Regions from separate parts of the Mus musculus genome. Here region 1 is linked to region 2. Evidence: chromatin contacts called from public HiChIP or PLAC-seq data. All regions are on one chromosome and are shown on one strand. Each heading gives the region's core, a stretch centred on a gene start, on an enhancer-like site or on the middle of the called end of the contact. The rest is flanking DNA. Distances are from core to core; before and after follow the strand shown. Region 1 has its middle 83 kb from the start of Gm13021. Region 2 holds the start of Igsf21 (immunoglobulin superfamily, member 21).

Evidence for each region. HiChIP or PLAC-seq counts read pairs in DNA pulled down with a chosen protein or histone mark.
Region 1: an H3K4me3 HiChIP or PLAC-seq map of embryonic forebrain shows a contact between it and region 2, with 6 times the contacts expected there. The contact joins the enhancer-like site here to the promoter of Igsf21 in region 2. A contact is called at or near these places in 5 of 39 promoter capture datasets (embryonic stem cells, hippocampal neurons and liver), 2 of 15 datasets of contacts at CTCF or cohesin (the NIH/3T3 cell line and hippocampal excitatory neurons), 10 of 484 Hi-C or Micro-C datasets (bone marrow-derived macrophages, brain, cerebellum and 5 more), 20 of 115 datasets of contacts at active chromatin or transcription factors (CD8 T cells, astrocytes, differentiating embryonic stem cells and 11 more) and 1 of 9 other capture datasets (embryonic stem cells).

The regions. Positions count from the first base shown.
Region 1 is chr4:140,502,123-140,508,415 of GRCm38.p6, reverse strand. No RefSeq gene overlaps it. Among named protein-coding and RNA genes, the nearest start is that of Gm13021, 83 kb to the right of the region's middle. Within about 2 kb of position 3,650, at least 15 of the 459 cell types and tissues checked have an H3K27ac peak or open chromatin away from gene starts, as enhancers often do. A contact at or near this core is called in cortical neurons and embryonic forebrain, where this site is marked.
Region 2 is chr4:140,244,967-140,251,640 of GRCm38.p6, reverse strand. It overlaps Igsf21 (immunoglobulin superfamily, member 21), which reads left to right and starts at 4,830. Exons shown (of 10, transcript NM_198610.2): 1 at 4,830-5,339. The coding sequence starts at 5,270.

The sequences.
Region 1 (6,293 bases), core at 2,401-4,900, 260 kb before region 2:
ATGTCAAGCTCTCTGGCTGGGGATGGCTCTGCTGCCACCAACACATGGCCTTTGGCCTGTCCCTAGCCTAATATGTGTACCTCCCAGTGAAGGTGTGACTCCTGTGTCCTGTGGAGGATAGCAGAGCCTTCACTGCCTGTCTTCTGTGGCCCCAAGTGGTTTTCTTTTTAAAAATTATTTTTATTACATTTTTACTTATTTTGAGTGCATATGTGTGTATGTGAAATTTGGGGGTGTGGTGTGGGGTAGAGGTCAAGCTAAAATATAGGGTCCGGTCTCTCTGTCCACCATCTGGGGATGGAGCTCAGCTAGTCAGGCTTGGTGGCGCATGCTCTTTCCCCATGGGATCTTTCCCAATGGACAGTTTACATTCTAAAGCAATGGCCTATGTGTCCTGGTGGATGACACAGGCCATGTGAGTGGTTGGTCTGTAAAAAAGTTGAAGTTGATGGACCAGCAGGGACCACAGACCTGGAGGATTCCCAGTTTGCTGGGATTAGAGGAGGGCTCTGTTCTTTGGAGCTCCCAATCTGATGGCAGCCACAGCCCTGTCACTCAGCTCGATGAGGAAGCGCCTAGTCTGACAGCGGAAGGTTTGGGTTCTGCTCAGGAGGAGATGCCAGTCTGACAGAGGAGATGGCCTCTGCGCACATTTAGAGGAGTCTCCAGTCCTAAGCGGGAGACGCCCTGGGCTGAAAACGAGACAAATCCCTAGCCCTTAGTGAGCTCCAGTCTGGGGTAGAGGGGACAAGCCCTTCAGCCGTGGAAGATACAAGATAATAAGACACGCAACAGAAACTTCGCAGCAGCCTGAACCTAATCAGAGGCCTGGCTGCTGGCGTTCCTCATTTACACTTCCCGGGGAAATGGCAAAGTAGCAGGAATGTGCAAATTGAGGAAATTAATATAATTACCCGAGCTAGCTCCTGTCAGCTTACCCCATCAACAGAAGCTCTGGACCTCTCCCAGTGAGTGGCAGGAGCTGGTCCTATGTTCCCAGCCAGCAACAGGGCAGAGGGCGGAGCCCCGCAGAGGGCTAGCCCCTCCCCTGCAGGGGCGGAGTCCCGCAGGGTCCTGTGGGCGTTCCCAAGAGCCCTGTGGGCGTTCCCAAGGATGACCTTGGTGTGGAGTAGGCACTGGGCCTTCCATCTGGAGATCTGGCTTTAGTTTTGGTTCTGTCTCCCTTGGCCGTATGATTTTGTAAGCCTCTGAGGCTGGGTAAATTCGAATCAGTCCAACGTAGGCCCATTCGGTTCACCATTTTTTGTCCCCAGAGAGAGGCACCAACACCACCCTGCTTCATGGAGGAAACCCAGGTCAGAGAGTGACCCTCTTGTCTAGGGTCAGGGCACAGAGGAGGACCCCAGAATTTCAGGTTTGACGCATCTTTCCTCATTACTGATACCTCGACTATTTTTTTTTTTTTTTTGGTCATAAAACAAAGCCCATTTCTCAGCTCCACCGTTTCTGTTTGCTGGGAGAAGATCCCTGTGAGGACACATGCACACAGGAGGCTCAGCACAGCTGTAGAGCCCTAGCTGGGCTCTCTGTTCCATGGGGCTAGTGGCAGTCTTATAATGAATGAACTTAATTTGTGACAAGTAGGAGCCAGGGGTGTATCCATGCTCCTAGATTCTCCTCTTGGTGTAACTTAAAATGGGGATGGGGCAGATAGCTCCCTGGGGAAAGTGCTTGCCTTGCAAGCCGGAGGACCGGAGTTCGAATCCCAGAGCCCATATGGGAAAAGCCGAGTTCAGTGGCATATTCTTACACTTTCAGGGGAAGTAGAGGCAGGCCCTTGCTTTCTGGGAGCTGAGCCTGCTTTCAAGCAGCTTAGAAAGGAGAGGTTTCCAGGAGCCTTGTCCTCGTGGGGTTGCGGCTTCTCTCCTGCTGCGCTGTCCCAACTGGCTTCAGTCTTTCCCTATGTAAAAGCTCTGTGCTCGCTTGGAAGTGCTCAGCTAGGCCTGACGCAAGGCAACACACGGCCTGGGGATCATGGTTGTAAGCCGTGAAGACTGTCAGGGTGGCTCACCTGTGGGTGGGGCCAGAAACATGGACAGAGTCTGGGGCCCAGAAGACTTCTGTTAAACAACTCTGTCTGGGAGGCTGCACAGATGTCTCAGGGGTTAAGAGCACTGGCTGTTATTCCAAAGGACCAGGGTTTGATTCCCAGCACCCAGCACTACTGTCAGTGACTCCAGTTCTCTGTGATCTGACTCCTTCTTCTGGCCTCTGCAGGTACCTGGCATGTACACGATGACATTCATACACATAAAATAAAATGTATACAATTAATTAAAGAGCCCTGTCTGGTGAGAAGGGAGACCCTAAGGTCAGCTGCAAGGGGACCAGGCACCACCATGAAGCAGGTCTTTCTTGACAAGGCTAAGGCTGTGCAGGTTCTAAGTTCAAGTCCACGGGTCCTTCAGCTCCATTCCAGAAGGTGTTATAAGTTTTTCTTGGCCTGAGCCCCACACAGGGATAGACAGTCTTCTACCCCTGTTATTTCTGCTAAATTAGGTGACAAGGCTTTTTTCCTTTGGCAAATTCAGGGACATGCATTTATAGGCTGTTTTGCATAAATCAGGGTCTCATTTGCATCTATTTGCATGTTTCCCTTGTATGTGGTTCAAAAAGGCCCAAACTGAGCCTGTGTAAAATGAAGCGGGTGCGCCCTATCCACCCTTTGAGCTGACCTGTCTCTCTCAGGCTGCAGTACAGGTGCTCAGGGGCTCTGTTCAGCCTGGGGAGAACTCTGGGCCAGTTCTCCCTCTGGCTTTTCCAGTTTCCCTGAGCCAGACATCTTGATGTGTCCTCTGGTTGGTTGGAGTTGGGCTGCTGGGATCGGCTTCCTGCCAGCTCATGTCTAGCCTCCCAGACATCAGACAGACCTGAGATTCTGTCTCTAAGGTGAGGTTCTCAGGGGACAAGGGGAGGAACCTCTCATGTTGGCTTCCAGGGCCCTTGAGCACAGGCTGGAGCAGGCTGGAGCAGATCAGAGGCCAAGGGGAGGGGCCCAGGGCTCAGAAGCCACTGATGTCCTCTCCATGTGGCCAGTCTGTGAGGCACTGGTGGGGCGGGGGGGGGGGAGGAGGAGTAGGGACGGGAATCCCATTAACTTATTGTGTCCTAAATCAATTTAATGGGAGCTTCCGACGACTCCGATTTGATTTTTTCCCTCTCAGTATTACAATTATCAGCGTGATGCGAACGGCAACTCAAGCTTGAAATGGGACACGGTGGCAGGGGCTGTCAGAAAGGGAGCAGGCCCAGATTACACCAATTATCGAATATTTTACTAATTAGACACTCGGTGCCTCTCTCGGGTTTACGGCGTGGGGATGGGGTGTTCAGCCTCACACTGTCATCTACCACATGCTAGTTCTTGTCTAGGGAAGCATGGCCGAGGCTGGGATCCTTCATGGACAGACTGACGGATGGACAGACAGATGGACACACACACACACACACACACACGCGCACACACACACACACACAGAGAGAGAGAGAGAGAGAGAGAGAGAGAGAGAGAGAGAGAGAGAGAGAGAGAGAGAGAGGAAAAAAGAGACAAGAGAGCTGGGATGCAGAGCTTGTGTGAGGATGTCAATCTGATCTGCAGTATCCTCCCCCTCCAAAGCCTGCTGCTTCTTGCTGGGAGGGAAGGGTACCCCACGCTCCGCTCTATGCATTAAACCAGTGCTAGGAAGCAGGGTGTCAGCTGACAACCCGTTTCACAGCTTTTGAAACTGAGGATCTTAGCAGCCTGCTAACCAGACTCCCTTGACACACGGCCAAAGCTTATAAGAGGTCTGTAGGTCCTTCTGCCTCACCAGGAAATGCCGCTAACCGGAGCTTGCTGCACCCGAAGGTACAGCTTGCAATCTCAGTCTCCTCCCGGATCTATCTCCCTGAGCTCCCGTCTCAGGGCAGCTGTTCCTGTACACACAAGCCGCTCTGCTCGCCGAGTTTTGTTATCTTTATCAAATTAGTTTACAGCAGCTACTATGGCCACCTAATTAAGACATTTCCCAGGGCCCTGTGTTGGCTGCTTAATGAGGCAGAGCTGCTGGACTTGGGTTCCCTGTGTCCCGGGGTGAGGAGGGATTACAGGTGTCAGAGTGTGACCGGGGGTAATTGCCTGCACACCCCACACTGAGCCTGAGCCTGCTGCAGACGGCAGGGAAGGGGGTATGGACAATGACGGGCCATGGACCTGTGCCCCAGGCTGTCAGATGGAACCCATGTTCTGGTGTCTGTCCCCTTGTTAATTCTGTAAGCTATGGAGATCTCCATACCTGCAAATGATCCAGCCCTGAGGCAGGATGCTCTCAATTTGGAGGGTGAACTTGGTTTCTGTAAGTTAGATTTGTTGTTGCTGCTGTTGTTGTTGTTGTTGTTGTTTTAGTCAGGGAATTGGGGTTGGAAGTTAGGAGGCCAATTAGGGGCTGGGCAGTTCTGCAAGCCAGTGAAGATGGCCTCCAACAGGGAAGAAGGCGGAGGCTCTCGTTAAGGGAGTGTGTGTCTGGTCAGTGAGGCAGTGTCAGGGATGGCCTCCTTATCTCTGGTTTGTACATGAGACAGAGATAGTTAGCTTTGCCTATCCTTCACCCCTCCACTTCCTAGCCATCCATCTGCAATTCATGCATGCATGCATGCATCCATCCATCTACAATTCCTTCATCCGTCTTTCCACCCATTCATCCACCCATCCATCCATCTGCAATCTCTTCATCCATCCATCCATCCATCCATCCATCTACAATCCCTTCATCCATCCTTTTACCCATCCATCTACAATCCCTTCATCCATCCATTCCCCCATTCGCCCACCCACCTATCTAACCACACATTCATCCATCCATTCACCCACACATGCATACATCCATAAATCCATCAATCAATCCAGCCATCTATTCCTCCATCCACCCACCCACTCATCCATTCATTCCTTATCTACCCAAGGATCCATTGACCAATTCGTAGATTGATCCATTTACCCATCCATCCACTCACCCACCCACATATTCATTGATTGACAAATTGACTGACAGATCAATGTACCCCTCCATCAGCGTATCTATCCATTCTCCCATCTGCGAACTTACCCATCGATCTACCCACTCGTCCATTCACACACTCATGCATCCGTCTATGCATGAACGTATCCGTCTATGTACCCATTGATCCATCTGCCCACCCATCCATCCAACGCATGGTACATACACTTCTGTGCACACACCGCCCTATACAGGGAATAAATGCCTGCACAAGCAGACCTCACCTATGTGCCCACTGAGCAGGCAGTCAGCCTCCTTGGGATTTAGTTCCACGCTTGTTTACATCGAGATCCATCAAACCTTGAGCCAGGCTCGAAAAGTCAGAGGCTCTTTATTCACTTGTGATAATGTGGGTGATGATAACATGGGTGATAATGTGGGTGATAATGTGGATTCGGTGAGAGCTGACTTCACGTCTTAGCCCAGTTGGTTTGGTGGCTTCCTGGTTGTCCCTACTCTGATGCTGTTGGAGCCCTAGGGAACGTGCATGCATGCGTCCCTGGAGTCTCAGCCTGTGTCTCCGCCACTGCTCTAGACACACAGGATCTGCCTCTGTGGATTCGGAACGGTTTCCTTCACCCGTGAAAAGGGAGTAACAATTACAGACACAACAATAACTGTGAGCTCATGGTTGAGGGCTCAGGACGGGGCCACACCCTTCCCAACAACTCTAGCCCAGCAGGCACTGTCCTGTCACTGTGCCTGTTTTAAGGAGCTAGAACTGCAGCTCAGCAAACCCAAGCGTGCTACCCAGGAGCGAACAGCTAGCAAAGTTAGAGGTAGCACTTGATTAGGGCTGTGGCTGCAGAGCCCCCACCTAGCCCCATCCTCAACTCATGGGCCACAGCATCATAAAGCCATGCTGTGTGTGGGTGGGATGCCTTTCATGGGTGAGGTGGCGGCATAGCTTCCTGGCCTGCAGGGGAGGAAGGCAGAGCATTTGCTGATGGAGCTGGGACCTTCAGTCAGCAGTGAACACCTCCCACCCTAGGGCTCAGGAGACCTAGGGCTCCATTGAATGTTATTTAAGGTGTCATCCTGCAGGGCTCGGGATACGAGACCACCTCTCTGCTTGGTGGTGTCTTCACAGTGCCAAGTGATTGTCCTCTACCGATGTCCTCTACTGAGAAACAGCTTCTCCTCCAGGTTCTCCTGCACCCCCCCCTCGCCTCATCACTCCCCCCCCCCGCCTCATCACAGAAGGAGGTTAATTCTTTTTGTTCTTTCTTATTTATT
Region 2 (6,674 bases), core at 3,581-6,080:
TATGTATGTATGTATGTATCTATCTATCTATCTATCTATCTATCCATAAATTCCTCTATTTGTCTGTCTGTCTGTCTGTCTGTCTGCATGCCTGCCTGTCTATCTCTATCACCTATCATTTTCATTCATCTGCCCATCCTTTCATCCATTTTTATCTGTGTACCCACAATCTTTCCATCTATCCATCATCTATCCATCCTTCCATCATCCATCCATCCTTCCATTCATCATCCTTCCATCCATCAATCCTTCCATCTATCCATCATCCATCCACCAATCCATCCTTCCTTCCTTCCATCCATCTATCCATCCACCATCCATCCAACCTCCCATTTATCCATCCATCTATCCCTTCCTTCCCCCCAACAGTCACTTTCCATCTTTCTTGGCCCAAATGATCAGATGAATCACCTGTGGTCCTGTACACATTAGGCCCACAATGCTCTGTGAGGACACAGAACAGATATCTCCAACTTCAGCATAGAGAGGTGGGCTGGAGAGTATGGGCTGGGAAACATAGGTCAGAAAGCAGAGAGACAGATCAGCAAGGGGTCGTCTATCTTTAGATGCCAACTTTACCATATACCAGGTAGGTGACGTTAGGCAATGACTTCACTATCTGTCCCTTCATGTCCTTCTGTATTCTATGGACCCACAGGTAGAGTCTACTCCACAGGGCTGTGCAGAGCTTGATTAACTAGTACAAGCAAAGCATCCAAACAAGCAGGCTGCGTTTAGCTAGTGACACATGTCATCAGTCAGCGGTGGTCATTCTATTTGCTACTGTTGTCACCTGTCCGCTATTGTCACAGACACCTGGGGACATAGATGTTAATAAGAATTGATAAGAAGAGGGGTGATAAGCAAAGGCAGATTCCCATCCAACAAAGCTACTGTGCTCCTGTGAGCTGAGAGGAAACTACTGGCATTCTCCAAGTAGACTTAGCCATGAAACCCTCTTTTGAGGAATTTTCATTACAAGCTCACAAATGGTCTCTGTGTGAGACCCAGTGTGGGGAACCCTGGCCTCCAACTCCCTCATCTGGGTGAATGATACCTAGCACCCCTGTGCGTGTCCTGTGAGGAGATTACCACCTCAGCCCGTGGCGTCCTTTTCTAGGGGAATATGTGGAATCTTGACAATGTAGGTGGGCCAAGTCTGTTAAGGAGGAGATGTAAGGCTTAATTCCAAGTGGCTGGCTCGCAATCGGTTTGGGTATTGCCATCATTTCTGGTTGTGTTTAATTTAGATAAACGGGTCCTGCGTGGGATGTATGCCGGTGGTGTTGATTGCCAGCATAAAGAGAAGCAAGAGAGAGAGAGAGAGAGAGAGAGAGAGAGAGAGAGAGAGAGAGAGAAGCCTGTACCTGGTCCCTATGCCCGTACCTGGTCCCTATGTTCAGAATCTTCTGCCTTACCCTATCTTCACGATTCACCTGGCATCTCTGCAACTTAGTTTCCTTATCTGTAAGTCATGTGTACACAAAGTTGCCATGGAGGACTTCCGTGATGATTAGATGGGAGCCAATAAATGGACACAATGGACTCATGAAAGTTGTCCATCTGGCATGTGTGTGTACTCACACACGAGCCCCTGTGTATGTATGCATGTGGATCCCTGTGGGGTTATTGCAGGTGGCCAAGGAAAGCATGCAAAAGCTCTAGCCTTGAAGTGGATCCTGCATTCAAACCTGAGTCCATCACTAGCTGTTCCCCTGGAAAAGTTGCTGCTTACCTCTCTGTTTCTCATCCATCTCATCTTTAAAATAGGAGTCATGCCGCACACACTGATCTGCTACTGTTTCACAAGCTGAAGTCTCTGACAGCACCCAGCGCACAGAGGCAGGTCCTCATATTCTCTACTCCACCAAGTAGCTCTCCCCAAACCTACAAAGCCCACCCTCTGGAAACAAGGCTGTGAGAGCCAGTGGTACCCTGTCCCTGGAGAAGAGAACTTAAAACTCCATCGTGACCTCCGGGTGTCCATCCCTGGAGCAAGGCGGAGAAGGTTGCTTTTGTGTTAGCACCCTCTGTCGGGAGAGCCCGTGTCAGCACCAAGGACAGAGGATTAGGACCTGCTCACTCTTGCGGGCGGGCAGGCAGATAGCTGCACCTTGGCTGCCTAGAGGCTCACGGTTCCTACTGGACCTGAGCCCAAGAGAGAGGCGTGGTTCACTGTGACTCGAGAGTCTGAGTGCCAGGAGAGCAAACTGCAAGCACCGCCTCTGGCGGGCAGCAGTAGACATAAACTAAATGAAAAGCTTGTGGCTGCCCTGGGTGACTTCTCCTTTGCCTTAGTTTCCCAGAGCCCCCTGTTAACTGACTGTGCTTCCGAGTCACCTTTCTATGCAGCAGAAGAAAGGACTCCAGTGCTGTGGTTTATGGAGCCGAAGGGGCGGGGCTTTTGGCCGAGCTGGGAGGCGGGCTGTTGCTATTATCATTACCATATGGTAATAGGCGTGCTTTGGCAGCCTGGCCCTTCCAAGGGAAACCAACTCTGCACCAGGGCGGAGTAGCGTCACAATCCTGGATCTCTGAGAAGGTTCGTGGCTACAGCTTGCCTCTGAGCACCCACCGAGTACCAGCTTGAGCTCAGAGCTAAGGAACAAACCAACCAGTTATCCAACCTCATTCAGCCTTACATTCATTTTTCCATCCATCCAATACTCAGTGAAGACCTACTATGTGCCACGGGCCAGGGTGAACAGTACTTTCTCCACAGGGTAATGTTCAAGGACAGGGTGGATAGTGAAGATGATTTGGGAATAAAGGTGGGTCCATTAAGGTATAAAAAACTCCAGGCCCAAGATACTCAGCCGTGAAACCAGACTTCCCTGGTTTCAAACTTCTTTTCTCCTTTCCACCCTCTCCACTGACGCCATTCTTAGAGGACTCCGTGGAGACAATACCTTGGCCCTCTTTCCCAGCTGGTTAAGCTTGGGACTGATGGGTAGTTTCACCAATGACCTGCTCCTTTCAGCTCCTCCCCCAAGGACAGTGGTAGGTGGGTGCGGCCGGGAAGCCACGCCCACTTGGCCTTCTGAAGAACTCTTGCCTGTCCTCCTTCACCTGGCTCCATCCTGTTGCACCTAGACTCCAAGAGCATGGAAGGCCACACAGCAATGCATGCATTTCCTGTAAGCCTAGCCCAGCCCGGGAGGGGGGGCGGGGGGGCATCTGGGCTTGGAGCTCCTCAGCCAGGGAACCTCTCACACCGAGGGCTTAGAATCCTGGATAGCTTTTTCCTAAGCCAGAAGCAGAGAGGTGGGAGGGAGAGACTGGCAGGATCAGACAGGCAAGGGTTGTGCTCTTCCCTTGGCTTGCTTAGCGGGGGGTGGGTGGGGGGGAAGCTTTTTTTGGAGGGGAGGGGAGATGCCCTCAAGCTCACCCCTCAGTAGCTTGGGGAAGATGAGACTTGGAGGCGTAGCAAGGGGGAGTGGAGAACAGCCAGGGAAAGGATAAAGGCCCAAGACTCCAGTGTTCAAGCCAGATCCAGCCCAATCAGTCTAGCAACCAATTAGTCTGATTCAAAAAAAAAATACCCACGGAGGGACAAACTGTAATCAAACACCTATTTATAAGGGTTTATTACGATCATTATTATTATTTTACTAAGAGGATCCTTCTAAAGCCTGTCAGGTGAACGTATTCGCTCAGATCTAAATAAATGCAAATCGCTCCTTCCCTGGAGCAGGGAGGCTGAGCGACCCTGAACTGCAGCTAGCTAGCTAGCTGCCTTGAAAGGCCATGTGCTGACAAGGCTGCAGAGGGTAAGGAGGAGAGTGGGTCACTCCGTGGGGCATCCTGGCACAAGTCTTTCCTAGTAGCACCTGCCAGGCCATTACTCACTGCCCACCCCTCTCCCAAGGCCTGCAGCCAGTGGGGCTGCCAGTGTACCCATTGCCCGGCTAAGTAAACTGAGCAACAAGGATGCAGCAGCTTAGTAAAGATAGGGGAGCTGGGACTTCCCTGGAGAATGCAGCATAAGGAGACCTGGGTCCTGGTTTGGGGGCTCAGAGTCACTCTCTGGTTCTGCTGTTCATTCTGGAACTTGACGATCTAACTCCTGGTTCCACCACCCCCACCACCACCCTAAGAGCTAGGAGCACCTGCCTCTTCCTCACGTGGGAGACCCCACAGCCCAGGCTCAATAGTGCGTGAGCGATCAAAGCGACGATCTGACACAAGTTTCAACCCCACCCCGGTTCTCAGGTGGAGGAGCTGGGGTGTCAGCCCTGATTTTTTTTTTAAGGTGACATCTTGGTCTCAGAAGAAAAAGTCGATGCCTCCCTTGCCCGGTCCAGCCTGCACATACAATGCAGCTGTTCTGCGCGGGGCGCGGGCTGGAGGGTAGCCCTTATTTGTGGAACACTGAAGCTCTGAAGCCCCTAAGGACGACGTTCATAGGTGTCAAAGCAAGCCCTGAGGACCTACATCCCTCCGGGGAAAGCATCTCTCTCTCCTGGAAGGAGGAAGGGTGCTTGCATCCACCAAGCGGAGGAAAGGGGCGTCCAGGGACACGTCCAGGTGGAGGGGTGGGGAGGGCGATTCGGGTGGAGCGAAGCTTGGTGTGTGTGTATGGGAGGATGCAGCTCACAAGCAAGCAGTTGTGATGAGATGGGGGTGGGGGGAGCAGAGGGTAGAAGCCGAGAGGGAGGGGGGCGAGTTCTCCTCTCTGCAATAAATCGGCTTAGCGGACGAGAGCCGAACAGCCCAGAACGGATTAAAGAAAAGTCTGTAGAATACGGCAGCGAGCGCAGCGCGGGGGGTGGGGGGGGGCGGGGGCGGGGCGGCAGGAAAGGAGGGAGAGGAGGGGGCGCGAGAAGAGCGAGCGCGGGGCAGAGCGCGGCGGCGCGGGCAGAGCTTCGGCTCCAAACTCCGCCACTGCCGCCACGGATCCGACTCCGGCCGCCGTGGCCGCCTATCGCAGCCAACCAGCCGGGAGCAGCTGCGCGCCCCAGCCAGGTCCGGTGCAGCCCGGAGCAGCCAGTGCGTCTGGTGCAGCCCGGAGCATCCTATTACAGCCCAGAGTAGCCTGGTGGTGCAGCCCGGAGCATCCCGGTACAGCCCAGAGCAGCCCCGGGTAGCCTGGCGGCCGGGCTACAGTAGCATGGGGACCTCCCCTCGGCTCTCCTCGCCTCTCGTCACCGCCACGGCCGGCGGCCCGGGTCACAAGCGCTTCTGAGCCCATGGCGAGGGGACCCACCGCCGCCACTGCGATCGCTGCCGCCGCCGCCGCCTCGGCCAGCGCCGCCAGCTTCTGGACACCATGCAAGCTGCTCCAAGCCTCCGCCGCGCTTCCTGCCTGCTGCTCGCCGCGATTCTGGACCTGGCACGCGGTGAGTGTGCGGGCGCCCGCGGAAGCCCGGGGCCGGGGGATGCGCGCAAAGACCGAGAAGGGCGCGGGCCCGGATGGCTCTGGGAGTCTCGGGCTGTAGGCACAGTCCAGGAGGGCTTCCGTGCAGCGAAGAGAGGATAGATCTTTTGGAGAAAGCTCTCGTGGGTCTGTGCCAGTGGTGTGTGTGTGTGTGTGTGTGTGTGTGTGTGTGTGTGTGTGTGTGTGTGTGTGTGTGTCTTTGTTGGGTCTGTGAGTGTCCGAGAATCAGCTATGTTTGGAGAGGGCACGGGAGTACATTTAGATGTGGCTGTGTGATGGTGTGTGTGTGAGAGAGGTAACAGAGAGTCTAGATCAGTTGCATGGAGAGGTGAGAGAGAAAGTCTGAGTGTTTGGGGGTGTGAACTCCTTCAGGAGGGTAAGTGTGTGAGCGTCGCGGCATGTGGGAGCCTGTTAAGGAAAGGGTGTTTGAGGTGTGGCGGTTCACGCCGATCCCCGGTGTGCTGCCTGGTCTCTAGAGGGCTGTGTGACAGCCGGTGACTGTATTTCTGTTAGAGCTGGACAGGAGTGTACCCAGCTACACGTGGAAGTACAGGACTTGAGGTCCTAGAAGCTCTGGGTTTGGGAGCAGGTGCAGATCGAGGGAACTTGGGCAGGGAACTGTGAGCACATCTGGGGCTGGAGGAGTTTCAACAGTATGGCTCGCATCTGTGTGTGAGTGTGTGTGTGTGTCCCGCATGGGCTTGGTCATGGCCTAGGCTGAACCAGATGGAAGGAAACTGGAGCTCAAAGGCTTGCCCAGAGCCAGCAGTGCGGAGCAGTTCTAGAGTGTATGGTTAGGGCTACCTGGGAGGAGGGGCACCCTGCCCAGCGCCGCCCTCTGGTGGGTCTTAAATGATATGGAAGTCGAACTTGACGCCCCAGTGCCTTCCGGGCAGGGAACAGGGAGCAGATGCCAGCCCAGCAGGGCGGAGGCAGGGCCAACAGAGTCATAGGTGGGGGATTCCAGAGGGTGGGGGCGGGGGTGGGGGTAGGGGGTGGGGGAAGCTCCTTCTCCAGGTCAAGTCACAACCAACCACCGGTGTTGAAATCAGAGCGTGGCCACCCTGGGAGGTGGGAGAGTGGAAAAAGTAGGCATTGTCTCGGATGGAGCCTTGGCCTCTGTCCCATTTAGGCCGCGGTGGAGGGTCAATTCTTGTCCCGCAAACTGAGAAAAACCTATATGAGCTCTGAAATTGTCCTCCAAGGGGCGTGCCTCTAAAATAACCTACACCCTCCGACCGCCTGAGTCTTTGAAGAGAGAGCTTGGTCCGCTGATGGGAGAATTTGAGCCTTGGGA